Linked DNA regions of Mus musculus: all the other regions are linked to region 1. Evidence: chromatin contacts called from public Hi-C, HiChIP or PLAC-seq and promoter capture Hi-C data. All regions are on one chromosome and are shown on one strand. Each heading gives the region's core, a stretch centred on a gene start, on an enhancer-like site or on the middle of the called end of the contact. The rest is flanking DNA. Distances are from core to core; before and after follow the strand shown. Region 1 holds the start of Neurod6 (neurogenic differentiation 6). Region 2 overlaps Itprid1 (ITPR interacting domain containing 1). Region 3 overlaps Itprid1 (ITPR interacting domain containing 1). Region 4 overlaps Itprid1 (ITPR interacting domain containing 1). Region 5 holds the start of Itprid1 (ITPR interacting domain containing 1).

The links. Promoter capture Hi-C pulls out the DNA fragments that hold promoters and counts their contacts. Hi-C and Micro-C count contacts between places; a contact is called where the count stands out from the background. HiChIP or PLAC-seq counts read pairs in DNA pulled down with a chosen protein or histone mark.
Region 2: an H3K4me3 HiChIP or PLAC-seq map of embryonic forebrain shows a contact between it and region 1, with 7 times the contacts expected there. The contact joins the enhancer-like site here to the promoter of Neurod6 in region 1. A contact is called at or near these places in 10 of 39 promoter capture datasets (the HPC-7 cell line, embryonic stem cells, epiblast stem cells and 5 more), 1 of 484 Hi-C or Micro-C datasets (embryonic stem cells), 3 of 115 datasets of contacts at active chromatin or transcription factors (embryonic forebrain, embryonic stem cells and forebrain) and 1 of 9 other capture datasets (adipose tissue).
Region 3: an H3K4me3 HiChIP or PLAC-seq map of embryonic forebrain shows a contact between it and region 1, with 4 times the contacts expected there. The contact joins the enhancer-like site here to the promoter of Neurod6 in region 1. A contact is called at or near these places in 4 of 39 promoter capture datasets (the HPC-7 cell line, embryonic stem cells, hippocampal neurons and 1 more), 3 of 115 datasets of contacts at active chromatin or transcription factors (embryonic forebrain, embryonic stem cells and forebrain) and 1 of 9 other capture datasets (pancreatic islet).
Region 4: a contact with region 1 is called in a Hi-C map of cortical neurons, with 2.3 times the contacts expected there. The contact joins the enhancer-like site here to the promoter of Neurod6 in region 1. A contact is called at or near these places in 2 of 39 promoter capture datasets (embryonic stem cells and hippocampal neurons), 2 of 484 Hi-C or Micro-C datasets (both in cortical neurons), 4 of 115 datasets of contacts at active chromatin or transcription factors (embryonic forebrain, embryonic stem cells, forebrain and 1 more) and 1 of 9 other capture datasets (adipose tissue).
Region 5: a contact with region 1 is called in a promoter capture Hi-C map of the HPC-7 cell line. The contact joins the promoter of Itprid1 here to the promoter of Neurod6 in region 1. A contact is called at or near these places in 3 of 39 promoter capture datasets (the HPC-7 cell line, cranial neural crest and neural stem cells), 1 of 115 datasets of contacts at active chromatin or transcription factors (embryonic forebrain) and 1 of 9 other capture datasets (adipose tissue).

What each region holds. Positions count from the first base shown.
Region 1 is chr6:55,679,896-55,682,674 of GRCm38.p6, forward strand. Neurod6 (neurogenic differentiation 6) reads right to left here and starts at 1,368. Exons shown (of 2, transcript NM_009717.2): 1 at 1,069-1,368.
Region 2 is chr6:55,919,173-55,921,951 of GRCm38.p6, forward strand. All of the region lies in intron 9 of Itprid1 (ITPR interacting domain containing 1), which reads left to right. Among named protein-coding and RNA genes, the nearest start is that of Itprid1, 84 kb to the left of the region's middle. Within about 2 kb of position 1,434, at least 22 of the 459 cell types and tissues checked have an H3K27ac peak or open chromatin away from gene starts, as enhancers often do. A contact at or near this core is called in embryonic forebrain, where this site is marked.
Region 3 is chr6:55,900,634-55,903,412 of GRCm38.p6, forward strand. Itprid1 (ITPR interacting domain containing 1) reads left to right here. Exons shown (of 14, transcript NM_001081665.1): 9 at 806-863. Among named protein-coding and RNA genes, the nearest start is that of Itprid1, 65 kb to the left of the region's middle. Within about 2 kb of position 1,433, at least 8 of the 459 cell types and tissues checked have an H3K27ac peak or open chromatin away from gene starts, as enhancers often do. A contact at or near this core is called in embryonic forebrain, where this site is marked.
Region 4 is chr6:55,878,377-55,881,155 of GRCm38.p6, forward strand. The region is part of intron 4 of Itprid1 (ITPR interacting domain containing 1); the gene reads left to right. Among named protein-coding and RNA genes, the nearest start is that of Itprid1, 43 kb to the left of the region's middle. Within about 2 kb of position 1,420, at least 4 of the 459 cell types and tissues checked have an H3K27ac peak or open chromatin away from gene starts, as enhancers often do. A contact at or near this core is called in cortical neurons, where this site is marked.
Region 5 is chr6:55,835,698-55,838,476 of GRCm38.p6, forward strand. Itprid1 (ITPR interacting domain containing 1) reads left to right here and starts at 1,321. Exons shown (of 14, transcript NM_001081665.1): 1 at 1,321-1,387.

The sequences.
Region 1 (2,779 bases), core at 118-2,617:
AAAGAAAATATAAAAGAAAATACTTATTAGAGACGATCGCATTTTCTATTTCTCTTGGATTTTAAACTGGATTTTTAATACACATGGAGTGGAGTTAAAGCAAATAAAAGCAGGACACAATAATGCAGACCTTCATTAATTCTAATTCCCCCGAGAACAAAATAGAAAAGAAACCAATGTTTAAAACGAAAAGTGTTCTCTCTCCCTTAAGCTAACAAACGGAGGGGGTTTTGTTAGAAAAAAATATTCCCCAACTTTATTTTCTGTTAACCTCAAACTGGGAATTTAGATAAGTGACTGTAGAACATGCAGATTTAAAGAAAAGATCAATCAGATCAAATTTAAAATTGATTTTTTTTCCTGATGAGTGAAGAACTATGCAAGAGAGTGCTGCCCTCCCAGCCTCGAGGAAAGGAAAGGGGAGTAGAGTCATTCGAAAATAAAACTATAAACAAATGGGAAAAAAACTCACAAACATTACTGGCATTTTTTTTTTAAATCAAAGCAAATGTTGCGACTGCTTTAACATCTAAGAATTCCCTCAATGTAATTGTCTGTTTACTGCTGTTCCGCTCCTAGTGTTTTTGTTCTAAGAGCCACGGAAGTCTCCCTCTAGCTAATATCGGACAGGGACGGTCCACGGATTCTGGCTGCAATTGTGCACGTGTGTTCAGAATCCCAAATGAAAGGGGAAAATAATTTGTGTTTAAAATGCATTTTTTTTTGTTTTTGTTGGGTAAAGCAGCAAATATTTTTCATCTAAAGTCTTCAACCAAATAGGCACATTAAAACAGAGACTTTTAATTTAACAATCTCCAGCCCCTCACTACACATACACACACACACACACACACACACACACACACACACACACACACAAAATATACACATATTTGCAATGTTACATAATAGTAATGAAAGTATGTGATAATTATATCATAAGAATGAAATATGATAAGAACTTATAGATGGCAAAGAACATAGAAATACTCTAAGACAGTGATACTGTATCTTTAAATACTTGCATGCAAAGCCAGCATCAATTGAGTAGATCTTTATTTATATTACCTTAGGTTTTAATTTCATTCAATAATCAGTTTTCATTTTGGATCTTCCAAATCTTTTCAGGCTGAGTGTCGCATCGTCTCCTGGAGCCTCTAGATCTGTGTGTATCTGCACTATCTCATTGATCTCTAAAAAGTGACATTGATGCCAACTGCCAGAGCTGGTACCCATGCCATCTGCTAGTGACGTCACAGGGCAGAGAGAGCCATGTGATCCTCTCTTGGGACCTTCATTCTGCACTGATCATCTGGCATCCCTGTAAGTGGGTACCAGCATTCATGCATCAACACAGGAGGTTAGACTGATAGGGAAAAAATCTGCACCAGCCTTTTACATACAGTAGGTGTGTTTCTCTTCTAGCTGCTCGGGTCTCACTGGCAATCTGTAGAAAGAGCTGTGTTAGTGATGTGTTTCGCCCTGCCAATGGTGCAACTGTTAGGCAGTCGTTAATATTCCATTCATTTGCAAGGTGGGCTTTTGTGTGAGTGAGAGAGGTTTTTGTTGTTTGTGGGGTTGTTGTTTTGCAAGGATCACCAGCTCCTCCTGGTGCATCTGGGTACCAGGGAAGGAGAGCCTTGTGTGGGAACTAGAAGCTGGGGTTGGATACTGAAGGAAACCAAGATTAAGGTCGACAAAGGGGTCAGCAAAGGGCTTCTTATTTCCCTGTTTTGCTTTACGGCATGTAACTTGTGGGTGTGTGCCTGTGTATTTTTCTACTCCCGACTTCTTTGCTTCTCAGGATTTCAGAATAAAAGATCAGTTTATCCATCTGGGGTCTGTGAAAGACATCTTCAAATGCTCCCTTACACTTGCTGCTGTCTTTTCCGCAACTTTTCAGAGGGAGTGTATGCAGACAGAACTGCACACAGACCAATTGTAGAGCTAAAGTGAGTCTTTGGTTAGATTTTGCTCACCGCTGAGCCACTAACTCCTCTCAGTTCCTCTCCCTGATCTCCTGGTGTTTAACCTGCTTGTGCTTTCTCCTTTCAGACACAATAAACAGGAAAACCATCGCTTCAATCTGCTGTTTTTCTCCCCTTGACATGTGGCAGCAGCACATTTTATTTATTCTTTTAAACCAAAGGTTTAATTTCCTTAATTTTTGGAGCTTTCATTATTTTTTTTCTCTGCCCTACTAATTTTATCCTTGCTACATTGTTTTCTCTAGACCCAGATTCACTTAAGTATCTTATTGTTTTAACATCAGTGTTCTGTTCTATTTCTCCTTTTCCCTCGTTCCCCCTCCTGGTGCCTTTTTAACGAAGCAGGGCAGAAGCAGTTAAGCAGAGCTGGCAAAGCCCTTCTAATGAAACAGGATGTAAAGCTAGGGGCCCTCTCTCTCCACTCCTCTCCTCCTCTGAGACATCTCCTTCCCGAACGGACATGGAATTTTAGGCACACCAGAAAATGGCAAAATGTGAACTTTTGAAAAAGTGAAACAAACAAACAAATAAAGACAAGCCGCATTGTTTGACAGTTGCACAATCTCTGGCTCTAATGTGGAAAAGCATGCTCTTGGTCCCAGTATAATTCCTGGCAGCCTGGCATGGTTGAGGTCGTGTTAGCACTTCCCTTATAAATCCCACCTTTGAAAGATTTAGAATTCGGCCGCTTTAATACACTTTGGATTCAACCAAACTGGCACCCAGGTTCAATTCTGCTCCTTTTACCCTACTCAGGTCTATCCCCTTAAAAAAGTTTGCCTGACCTTTCC
Region 2 (2,779 bases), core at 184-2,683, 240 kb after region 1:
CATGAGTAGAAAGATGCTAGCCTCTGAGAGAGGGCCTGGCCATGGATTTGAGAACCTTGAACTTCTTCTGGTACACTCTTTTGCACACCCACATCCTGGGTGCCACATTACAGGTATCATGCTTGCATTTTCTGAGTTTCATTCTCTCATCATCTTCCCGCAGGGGCAGGAAGTAAGGTGCGGATGGCACACTACCACAGCCAAACCCTGCAGAGGCCCTGGCCGTGTTAAATTCCGTTGCCTTGTGGACTGACCCGAGAAGCATGCTCCCTGTGGTGCCCTCAGCATCCACTTTAAATCCTTGTACAGGAAAGCTAATAAAATACAAAATAAACCCAAAAATTAAACAGAGACCTGAAGCCTGAGAAGACAGCCATGTCTTCCAGAGCATGCTACACATCCTTTGCCCATGACAGCTTTAAACCCACACCAGCAACTATAACCTCCATGGTCATGAGCATTGCTGAGGTATAGATGTCACTGCCCCTGAGGAGAGGAATGGGGTGCTGAGGAATGGGGTGCTCCTCTCCTTTGATGTTTGGTTGATTTAAGAGATGCTATGTTTGTAGAGAAACAGCACCCATGCAACAGCACATCTCAAAAAGAAGGGACTGATCTCAAGGAGTTGTCTGTTCAGAAGATATATTAGGACCAGTAGACACATGGAGAGCAGCGGTCGGGGCCCAGTCCCATGGCTCAGTTGTCTGGCATCAATTCAAGTCCAATTGCTTAATTTTTGCACACCCCACAGAAGCCGATTCCCATGTCATCTGTTGTCATCTTTATATTTCTCTATAATGCGGTTTCTGTTTGTTTAAATGTGGCAAGCTTTATGGTAAGGTGCCGCCTGCAGTTGAGTGGTGGTGGCTTTCCTTTCCTTTCTTCCTTTCTTTTTCTTTCTTCCTTTCTAATTTTCTCTCCCTTTCTCTTTTTTGTTCCTTGGCAGTAGGCATAGACTTAATTTTAAAGACATATTCAAACCCAAATAGCCCTGAACAACTTTTACAAAAAGCTGGGTATTTTCTAGCCTTGTTTTAAAAAATATTACAATTTTATTAGGCAATTTTATCATTGTTATAAATAAGTAATTGTACTGGGGAGAAGGGATAATCCTTATTTAATTAAATTCATCTATACTCCCATGTTGGCAGCAAGAAGACATATGTGAGACTAATACCCGCAGCCTGCCTCTTTGCATGTGCAATTAAAAATTCACTCTACAGTAGCCCTGGCAGTTTAGTGTTGCTTTTGGCATTTACAAATTCTTTTATTTTGTGACTTTTTTTTTACCATACACATATGCTGGAGCAGATGTTGCTTATTTGTTGTTTATTCAAATCTGTAGGCTCTGGCAGCTAACTCCATTGTTCTGTAATGAAGCTTTATTCTCTGTCCTGTATTAGGACCCAGCGCCTGCTCCAGAGACTGTGAGAGGCTGCCTTCCTTCCCAGTAGGATGCCACAGTTATTGCCCTTGTAGTTGGCTGCTTATAGTCTGAAGCTTGCACAGAGAGGGAAAGCAGCAACAACAAAGGGCGGGGTGGTCATGGTCGGAGTGAGTGCAAGGGAACAAACTGGAAGGTCATCTAGCTGTCCTTTGCTCCGTTTCTGCCCTGTGGTCTCTGCCTGGCATCCACACTCATCTGCTGTGGGGATTTGGGGTCTGAGACTTGGAAGCATTCTCTCTCTCTTTCTCTCTCTCTCTCTCTCTCTCTCTCTCTCTCTCTCTCTCTCTCTCTCTCTCTCTCCCTCTCTCTCTCTCTCCACCCCTCCCTTCCTCCAACCTTCCCTCACTCCCTCCTCTCTCTCCCTCTAATTTATTTTGTTCATAAGCAGGACTTGTACTGCCTCTTCCCACCCCACCCCCACTCTCATCCTCGCATTTCCAATGCATCCAGATTGGCTAACAACCATGCTTAACTACACAAGCACTGCCCAGCCCAAACCTGTTTCTGTTGTCAATCACACCTTCAACACATCTTTCTTTATCCAGACACTGGTTCTGGCTGCCCATATCTTGGGGGCAGCCACACTTCATAAAGTAGAGAATGTCAGGTCCTTGTTGACCATAATAAAGACCTGCTGATCCCTAGAGCTTGGATGCCAATTTGGAGACATTCGCCTTCTGGAAAACCCCTGTCTTGGCCAGGAGGCAATCAATCAGAGATGTAACCACCTCCATCTGGCACATTATGACATGGAACCTCACTATTAACACATTTGTGATTCATCTTGTCCCAATGAGTGGTGCCAGGGATCAAAATCCTCCCTCCCCATGGCAGCTGGGAGCATTCTAGCTTCCCAGCATGTGGAGTTAACACGTCGGCTCCTGTGACATTGCAAGTAACAATTCTTTTAATTATCACACCTTCTTCCCCCTCCCCACCCACTCCACAGACATTTTGGCATGATGGGGATATTTTGCAGCCTGTAGTCAGTATTCTTAATTGACTGAATGTGTTCAGATAGCATGGTATTACCCACCATGGGGTGAAAAGGGCAGTTGCCTGATGCTAAGTTCTGTAGATATAATACCCTACTCTTGTTCTAGAGGCTTTTATTTCCTCAATGATGATGAATGTCCCTAAGCCATCTATATAAATAATGTGAACCTCCTTAGGACTTAGTTCAAGGTTCCTCTTGTTCTGATCTCAGCATCCCTCCGTAGACCCGCTTTCTCTCCACTTGCTTGCCTGTGTTTTAAGGTTACTAAGTACCCCCTTCCCAAGGCCTTACTCTTATGTCTCTGAGGCTGTGCTCTTCCCTTTGAATGGGATCCA
Region 3 (2,779 bases), core at 183-2,682, 220 kb after region 1:
TTTTCTCATTACATTTAAAAATGTGATAAAGCACATTGGTTTGATCTACTGAAACCAGCAAAAGGAATGCTGGGGAAGTGCATCTAATCAGCTCTCAGTATAAGAGACTGCTTCTGAATCCTCAAGTGAAAACTTTGACTTCATGACTATATCCTAAAAAGTGAGCTAAACCTAAATCCTATAAAGAAATAGTCCAAAATGTCAACAGTATTTTCACTATATGAAGCTCTATATGGTGACACACTTCTACAGTAAGCAGTGTTACTGTCTAAAGGTGATAGTTGCTGCTTTGTTTTAGCAATAGCTTGGTCATCATTCATAGAATATTATTTATTACTCTCCAAAATATTTCAAAAATAAACTCTGCTCCCTCAATATAGAATTAATCTTGTGTGTGTGTGTGTGTGTGTGTGTGAATATGTAGCAGCTACATTATCTCAAATTACTGTGCATAAGCTTTTCAAGCAATACTAGCTTTCTCACATATATTTAATATTCTTCAATAGCAAAAGGAGTTCTAATTCACAACTTCCAAAAAGAAGAAGCCTTGATCCTCTCATCCAGAAGTGACCCTCCCCTCCCATAAACTCTTTTAATTCGCTGAGTCTTTTTTGTGGACATCTCATGCCTCCTTCTCTCCTCCATCTCCTCCTCCTCCTTTTCCCAGAAGTCCATTATCTATCCCCATCAATTTATGTTTATTCCTCTGCACGGTTATCAGTTGATAATTATTGCTTATTGGTTAAATAAAGTGAATGTGTCATGAAAATATTTCTAGTGAAATTGATGTATTTTGACATCTTAGGTCCAGAGCTTTGAAGAAGACACTGGCAACCCTCTTATCCTGACATCAGGAATTGTAGGTAAGGATTCAATAGTAGATATGGTTTCATTAGTGATCGTTCAGGGACAGAATGAAATAGCCAATGCTTAGCTCAGTTAAAATATATGGAGATTCATTGTGACAATGAATTCCAATCCATTTCTATAGCGTTTGAGCTGCAATGTAAATATATGTGTAAATTTTAAAATACTTTTCAGGAAAGTATTCCCTTTCCCTGTGGTTGTTGTGTGGTTTGTCGAGCTGGCTCTATGAGCCGTGTGTAAGAGAATGGATTTACCATCTGAGACTGAATGGGCGTTTTCCTCTCCTACTGTCTGGGGCTGATTGTTGCACAAGTCATGCCATTTTACAGGGCTCAGTTTTTTCCCACAAATAATAAAGAAATCAGTGCGAATAATTTTAATGTTTCCTACTAACACTTGCATTTTAAATTGTTTGTAACCTCATGTCAGATTCTTCATGGACAGAAATTGCCAGGGTGCAGCTTTCCTGGCCTTCTCTTGGGATGTACATTCTAGAGTAGAGAGTGAGCCTTGCTTTGTTCTTGTTTCTTATCCCCCCCAGTTACAGCACTCACAGCTGCCATGATCCTTCAGTGAAGCTGGAAGCAGGCAGAGATTAGTCAAGCAAAATAGAGCAGATGAAGCTAGTGTGTTTCCTGGAAGAAAATATGCAAATTTTAAATTTAATTTAGTGTGGTGTCAAACACATCTTTTCCATTACAAAGTGTATGTATGGGTCTCATTTTGCTAAATGCTGTTTAGAAATTATGCATTAGTAATTATAGGGTCCTGCTGATTATATAAATTGTTATCCTGCTCTTCAAGTAATTACCACATAACCTGCACTGAGATTTATAAGACAAAAATAAGCATCTGTTTTCCATCTAATTGAATGCTTCTCAATGAAGCTGGAGGTCCCCTTGTCAAAAGGAACTGCCTTCCTTGACATTCAATTAGGAGGTCTACTGATATCACATAAGCCATCCCAATTATTCCAAAAAGATTACGTGGGAAGTTGAGCAAATTAGGAGACTAAAGTGAGAGAGGTGGTAGTTTGCCTAATAAGAAAAATCTGGACAAGTTGGGTTCTCTCTCTCTCTCTCTCTCTCTCTCTCTCTCTCTCTCTCTCTCTCTCTCTCTCTCTCTCTCTCTCCCCCCTCTCTCTCCCTCTCCCTTTCCCTCCCCCGCTCCCCCTCTATGTCTGTTTGTCTCTCTATCATTTTTTGTCATTTTCCTTAATTTTCAAAACTAGTGTTTTGCCAAAGTATGTTAACATATGTCTGTAATCTCAGGATGTAGGAGGCCAAGGCAGGAGGATGGCAAATTTGAGGCCAGCCTGGGATACCCTGTCTCCAAACAACTGAATAAAAATATGACTACAATCAGAGTTAAAAGAATTGAATAAATGAAGCAAGAAAAGTATCCTGTATCATGTTTATCCTGCATCACATATATACATGCATTTTAAAATAGATTAATTAATCAATTAATTAATTAATTAACATCATAAATGCTGCTCCCTGTCTGGGTCATCAAGTCCCTCTCACCATCTCTCTCACCTTCTCCTTTGAGAAAGTGGGACACCTCCCTTGGTATCCCTCCACCGTGGTGTATCAAGACTTTGCATCCTCTCCTACTGATGTGCCCTGTGGTCATTTCAGCCTGTGTGTGTTCTTTGGTTAGTGATTTAGTCTCTGGGAGCTCCCAGGGGTCCAGGTTTATTGACTCTGTTGGTCTTCCTGTGGGGTTCCCATCTATTTCTGGGTCTTCAATCCATACCACTAATTCTTTTATGAGTGTCACCCAACTCCACCTTATGTTTGGTTGGGGGTATCTGCATCTATTTCTGTCTACTGCTGAGTAGAGCCTCTCAGAGGACAGTTATGTTAGGCTCCTCTTTACAAGTATAGCAGAGTATCATTAATAATGTCAG
Region 4 (2,779 bases), core at 170-2,669, 200 kb after region 1:
ATCATGGCAATTTGAGCTTAACATAGGCTACCCTTATGATGAGACCCTGTAGTCTCAGCTCGTCCTACTTCTTAATCTTTCTTCATCTCATGTCTCCTAAGTTGAAGTTTTATTCAGATGGCCTCTTGCCATTCTCTGAGGCCTTCTCAAATTCCATATCCTCTGAGCGGTTCCTCCAGGCTTCTGCATGGAGATGTACTTTTTCTGTAAAGAAGAAGAAGAAGAAGAAGAAGAAGAAGAAGAAGAAGAAGAAGAAGAAGAAGAAGAAGAAGAAGAAGAAGAAGAAGAAGAAGAAGAAGTTAGATCCGTCCTGGGTCCTACCGGGTAGCCCTTGGCTGATACTGCCTCCAATTGTTAGAGCAAATGGAAATCCTAACCAGGGTACAGATCATCTGTAAATTCAGTGGCCTAAAACTAGTCAGACAAGAGTCGTAATAAACACAAGGATGATGCTATCAGGTTAGAAAGTTTTCTCAGAAGACTAGACCTAGTCAATGAAAAATTAAGAAAACAGTGAGGCAAAGCAAGAACATTCAATGTAATGAAAGTAAGGAGTTTGAACAAGACAAAGAGATGAAAGAAAGTTAAATGTATGCAGGAACACATATGGAAGGAGATCATTTTGAGGAAATGTTTTGTGCAGTGAGGGAGACAGAAATTTTTGTTTTAAATAAGATGTACTCAGATGATAGATTTCTGAAATTCCAGAGAGGAAGAATCACATGCAGTCTCAGGATGGGCTTGGCATAGGAACACCATCTACGGTCTCCTTTCAAATGGGTAATTGTAACTGAGGTCTGCGATCAATAAGATTTTAATGTCATGTCTTTCCTTAGAAGAGAGTCCTGAGCAACTTTTGACGAGCATCTCTACTGGAGTGACCTATGACCTTACTACAACGAGGAAACAGATGTTCCTGGCTATGGGAATGGCTGTTACATCTTGAGCAGAAGCTATTACAGACTTAGGCTTGCAGCAAGGGCTTCCACTCGTGTCAAGTTTGAAATGGGAGGAAAAGAAATAAATGGCTATAAGGAATGAGAATATGATTCCAAATAGCTTTAAGATGTTGAATGCAAGTGTTAGCCAATATGTAAGAGTCTGTTTGGGGTAAGAACATGGGTTAATAATTATCCATACAAAGCTAACACACTGTGGATTACCCCTACAAAGTGTCCTGGTCAGGCAAGAGTTAAATTTGCAGAAAGCTACAGAATGTTATTATTTTAGAGCATTGCAGAACTGTAATTTGATTAGTCTATTGGACGATATTCCAAAGAACCAAATGTCTTCCATGAATCAGTCAGAAATGCTTAGGAAAACCAAAATAAAAAATGCTTTCTAAGCCAACAAAGGTGCTAATTAGTGCCTTCTGCAGATCTGACTGCATCTTCTTCAGTAATACATTGTGCAGGGTTAAGTGCGGTATCTGCTGCTTCAGATGGCACAAGTCCACCTAACAGTAGGGCGGATGGCTAGAGATTATATCTAGAAGGAAGCAGAATTGGAATTTTAACCACAGACGAGAATGAAATCAACAGACTTTTGTTCTCACTTTAATGGGAACCTTGGCTAGCAGGAATTCGCTGACCTTTGTTTCACCTTCTCCAAAGGCTTCCAGCTAGTATTATAAATCAAAGGAGGGGTCCTGGAGGGGGAAAATGGTAGAGAAAGCATGAAAGCCAAACAAGATGGAGTGTAGCACTGAAACTGCCCAGCTACCAGGGTGTGGCATAGCATCATAGATGCAGGTATGTTCCACCTATTGCACATACAACCTTAAGCCTGATGCCTACCGAAGTTTCAGGACATCTAGGATAATAGGGGAGGGTTTCCTTCCTGCTGTGGTGTTCCCCATGCTTCAGATTCTTGTTCTCATTCGAGGTAGCAAATGCTTCAAGGATCCATGCAGATAATCACTAATGAAGCAGGCAACATAAAGACAAGAAAATTGGAGTGTAGGCTGCCGTCAACAGATTGCTACCCTAAAGACACCTGGGCAAGCGCTGCAGCCACTTCCAAGTTTTAAGGAAAGTCTTGGAGTTCCAATCCCTGTGAGAACTGGCACCCCATGAGCCACCAGCTTGTGCCTCTCCTTCAGGCTCATCTTGGTACCAGGCCAGAGAAGCCTTCTTGACCTTGACAAGCCCGACCGTGGCATCCAGGAAGTTTATCTTACAAATCAGAAAACAACAACAAAAACCAAGGAACAGTTTCTCTCTTGGTGCTCTAGGCAAGACTCTCTACAAGTGGTCCATGTGCTGGGAGGCCAGCTGCTGCTTCTGCAGATTCAAGACATCATCACAGAAGCACTATGAGAACAGAAACTGGCCTCCCGGGGCGGAGAGAGGTGGGGAATGTGGACTAGAAATCAGTGAGTGAGCCTAATAATTGTAATAACCTTTTAACATTTTTTTAAAATCAGGCTTACTTTTAAAAGTCTTATCAGGTGTCCTGTGCTAAATTTTCTTCAGACTCTCAGCTTGGCAGCTCAAAGGGTTCTGTGTCTGAACGCACTGGCAGAGCCAGATTGTTGGGTCATTTCCAGAAGTATTGAGAAAAGTATCAGGAGTCTAGGAAAGCACTTGAGTAGCTGCACGTGTACTGTCATGATGCTGAAATTGAGGTAAGGGAGCAACTGTCTTCTAACTGGTGATGGTGCCTCACAGCATGTGGTTGCAGGACCAGAAAGCTCTCCCCCTAGCTGGTGCTGAAGGTGTAAGGTTTCCTTGTGTATCTGGAAACCCCACTGTGAGCAAGCCTGGCCCCCAACACGTTC
Region 5 (2,779 bases), core at 71-2,570, 160 kb after region 1:
AGGATGGTGTTCCTGCTGCTGCCAGGCCAAACAACTGGTTCTGAAGACCCTTCTTAACTGGCAAAAGAATAGTCAGATATGTCAAGAACAGTTTTGGTCCATTAAATTAATGGACACTAACTATTCTAGTATTTTGGCAGTTGCTAATCAGTGATGTCACCCCAGTTAGGCTTTTTGATCAACCAAACCACCCATCCATCTATGCACAAAGAATAACAGGAGCACGCGTCACTATTCCCTTAGAAGCTTTACTTTCATAACTATATGAAAATTACTAACCTCGGACACGAATGAGCCTGGAGACAGGGCTCGGTGATTAAGAGAGCTTACTACTCTTCCCAGGCACCCAGACTCAGTTTCCAGCACCCACATTGGGTGACTCCCAATTGCCTGTAACTGCAGCTCCAGAAGATCCAACATCCTCTCTGGTTCCCATGGGCCCCTGCACACAAATGGCATACAGATACACAGACGCATACCTACCCACACATAAACTTAAAAATTAATATAAGATGTAGGGTCATCATCCTACCCTAATTCGTACGTGGGATTTCTGAGTCATAAGTCATAATTCAACCCACTAGACAGGCTCCCTGATTCTTTGGCCTCTCCAGTCTATTTTACTTTCGCATGCTCTGTTCTCACCACAAAGACTCCTTGGCATTCCCCCAAAGGCACTGTCCTATTCTACTGTCTTAGTGCTCTCTGCCTTCAGCATTCTCCAGGCAGTCTAAGCCAAGTTTAACCCCTTCAGCCCCACTCTTCAGGAAAGTACTATGCCCTGAGAACCAGTGAGGGCATTATTCTCCAGAAAGCCCCCTTCCCTTGAATGAATTCACCCTCTCTGGAGGAATGCCTCAACATTCCTCAGTGAGATCTCACTGCTGATCTGCATTCCAGATGCCACAAACTGTCCTTAAGGAGCAGAGTGAGTTGCTCATCTTCAATAGTCCCCTTCCCTAGCTTTCGGTGCAGCATGAAGTAGAGCTCAGAGGATCTTAAGGGCACATGGATGCCCAGAACCTCTTTAGTTAGACTCATTTCTGAGGGAGCTGTGTTGTCCAGGTCCCCTCTTTTCAGTGTCTCCTTCAGCTCAGGAAAACAAGTTTTTCCTTAGAACAAATGGGCGTGGAGTATGAAAATATCATGCAGGATTAGTCAAATGCTCTACTGCTTCCTGGTCTATGTCTTTCAGACAGTCTAGGAGTGGAGCTTGCGGCAGGTGGATAGGGATGTGGGGGAGACAGGGGGTTCTGGTGAGCATCTAGGGAGGTGGCTCAGGTGAACAGCTGTGAGGGGTTGATGAACAGCTTTAGAGGGCCCAGGTGAGCAGTGGCTTTGGAGAATGAACATTGCTTGTCCCCAGAACTCTACTCCGCCTGGGAAGGTAAGACTGTTTGCTAACTTCGTGAGTCACAGTACTCTACATGTTCTTGCGGCAGCCTGAAAGAAAACACTGAGTTCTCCCGTTGCCTTCCCACGTACTGGTACTGTGGAGACTCTGGGGCTGTAACCTGAATAACAGGCTCACAGGAATGCAGGTGAAATTGACCAAATTGGGTTGCTAGACACAAATGGGAAGATTTCAATGTTGTGGAGGCTGAAGGTGTTGAAATGCTCCCTGGGAGAAATGCTAATTGGAGTTGTGGGGGCTAAGAATCCGCAGGTGAATGGTGTGAGCATGCGTGCTAGCTGATTCCAGGGAAAGAGAAGAAATGGAGGAAGGGTCAGAGAAGCGATAGACAGGACAGACAGACACACAGAGACACACACACACACAGACACACAGACACACACACACACAGACACACAGACAAATAGACACACACATAGAGACACACAGAGACACACAGACAGAGACACACAGACACACAGACACACAGACACATAGAGACACATACACAGAGAGAGACACACACACATAGAGACACAGACACACACAGACACACACACAGACACACAGAGACACACAGACACACACACATAGGCAAACACACACACAGAGACAGACACACACACACAGAGACACACACAGACACACACACACAGACACACACACACAGACACACACACAGACACACACACACAGACACACACACACAGACACACACACACAGACACACACACAGACACACACACACCCCACATGAAAGTTCAGTTTCTAACTTTAAACTGGTGATGCTTATGTGAATCTGCCACTCTATAACAAGTTTTAGAATGATATTTTGATACTTTATCTTTAACAGTTATAGACTGCTAATTAATGAAACATCTGTTAAACACTAATGAAATTAAATGTTCCAACCAAACAGTAGAACATACTTGTGTTCTACTGTGTGTGTGTGTTGAGAGCAATTTCATTTGGCAGGTATTTTAAAAGTCAGTCATGGCTCTCTGGCTCTCTGTCACTTCTGGTTTGGTTTGGGGGCTCGGGCCTATTTTAGTTGCCATTACAGAGGAACATTCAAGACAAAAGGAACTGACTTTATAATTATTGATTCTTATTCAATCATCTTCAGCTAAATAATAATTTAAAGCATCCTTCTCCCAACTCTTTTCAGTCAAGATATGAAAGATGGAGTGAGAAATTAAGAGAAAAGCTTGTTTGTTTTGCCTTTTTAGAGAATCATTGTAATGATGCCTTTTATTTCTTTTATTGCTTCTCAATAAAAACATGTTGTAAATGCAGTGAAGGAAACTCACTGCTTTCTGCGGCATCGGTAAAAACCAGAGGCAATGCATCGAACTACTATATGGACACTAAAATTAGGCATGTGTG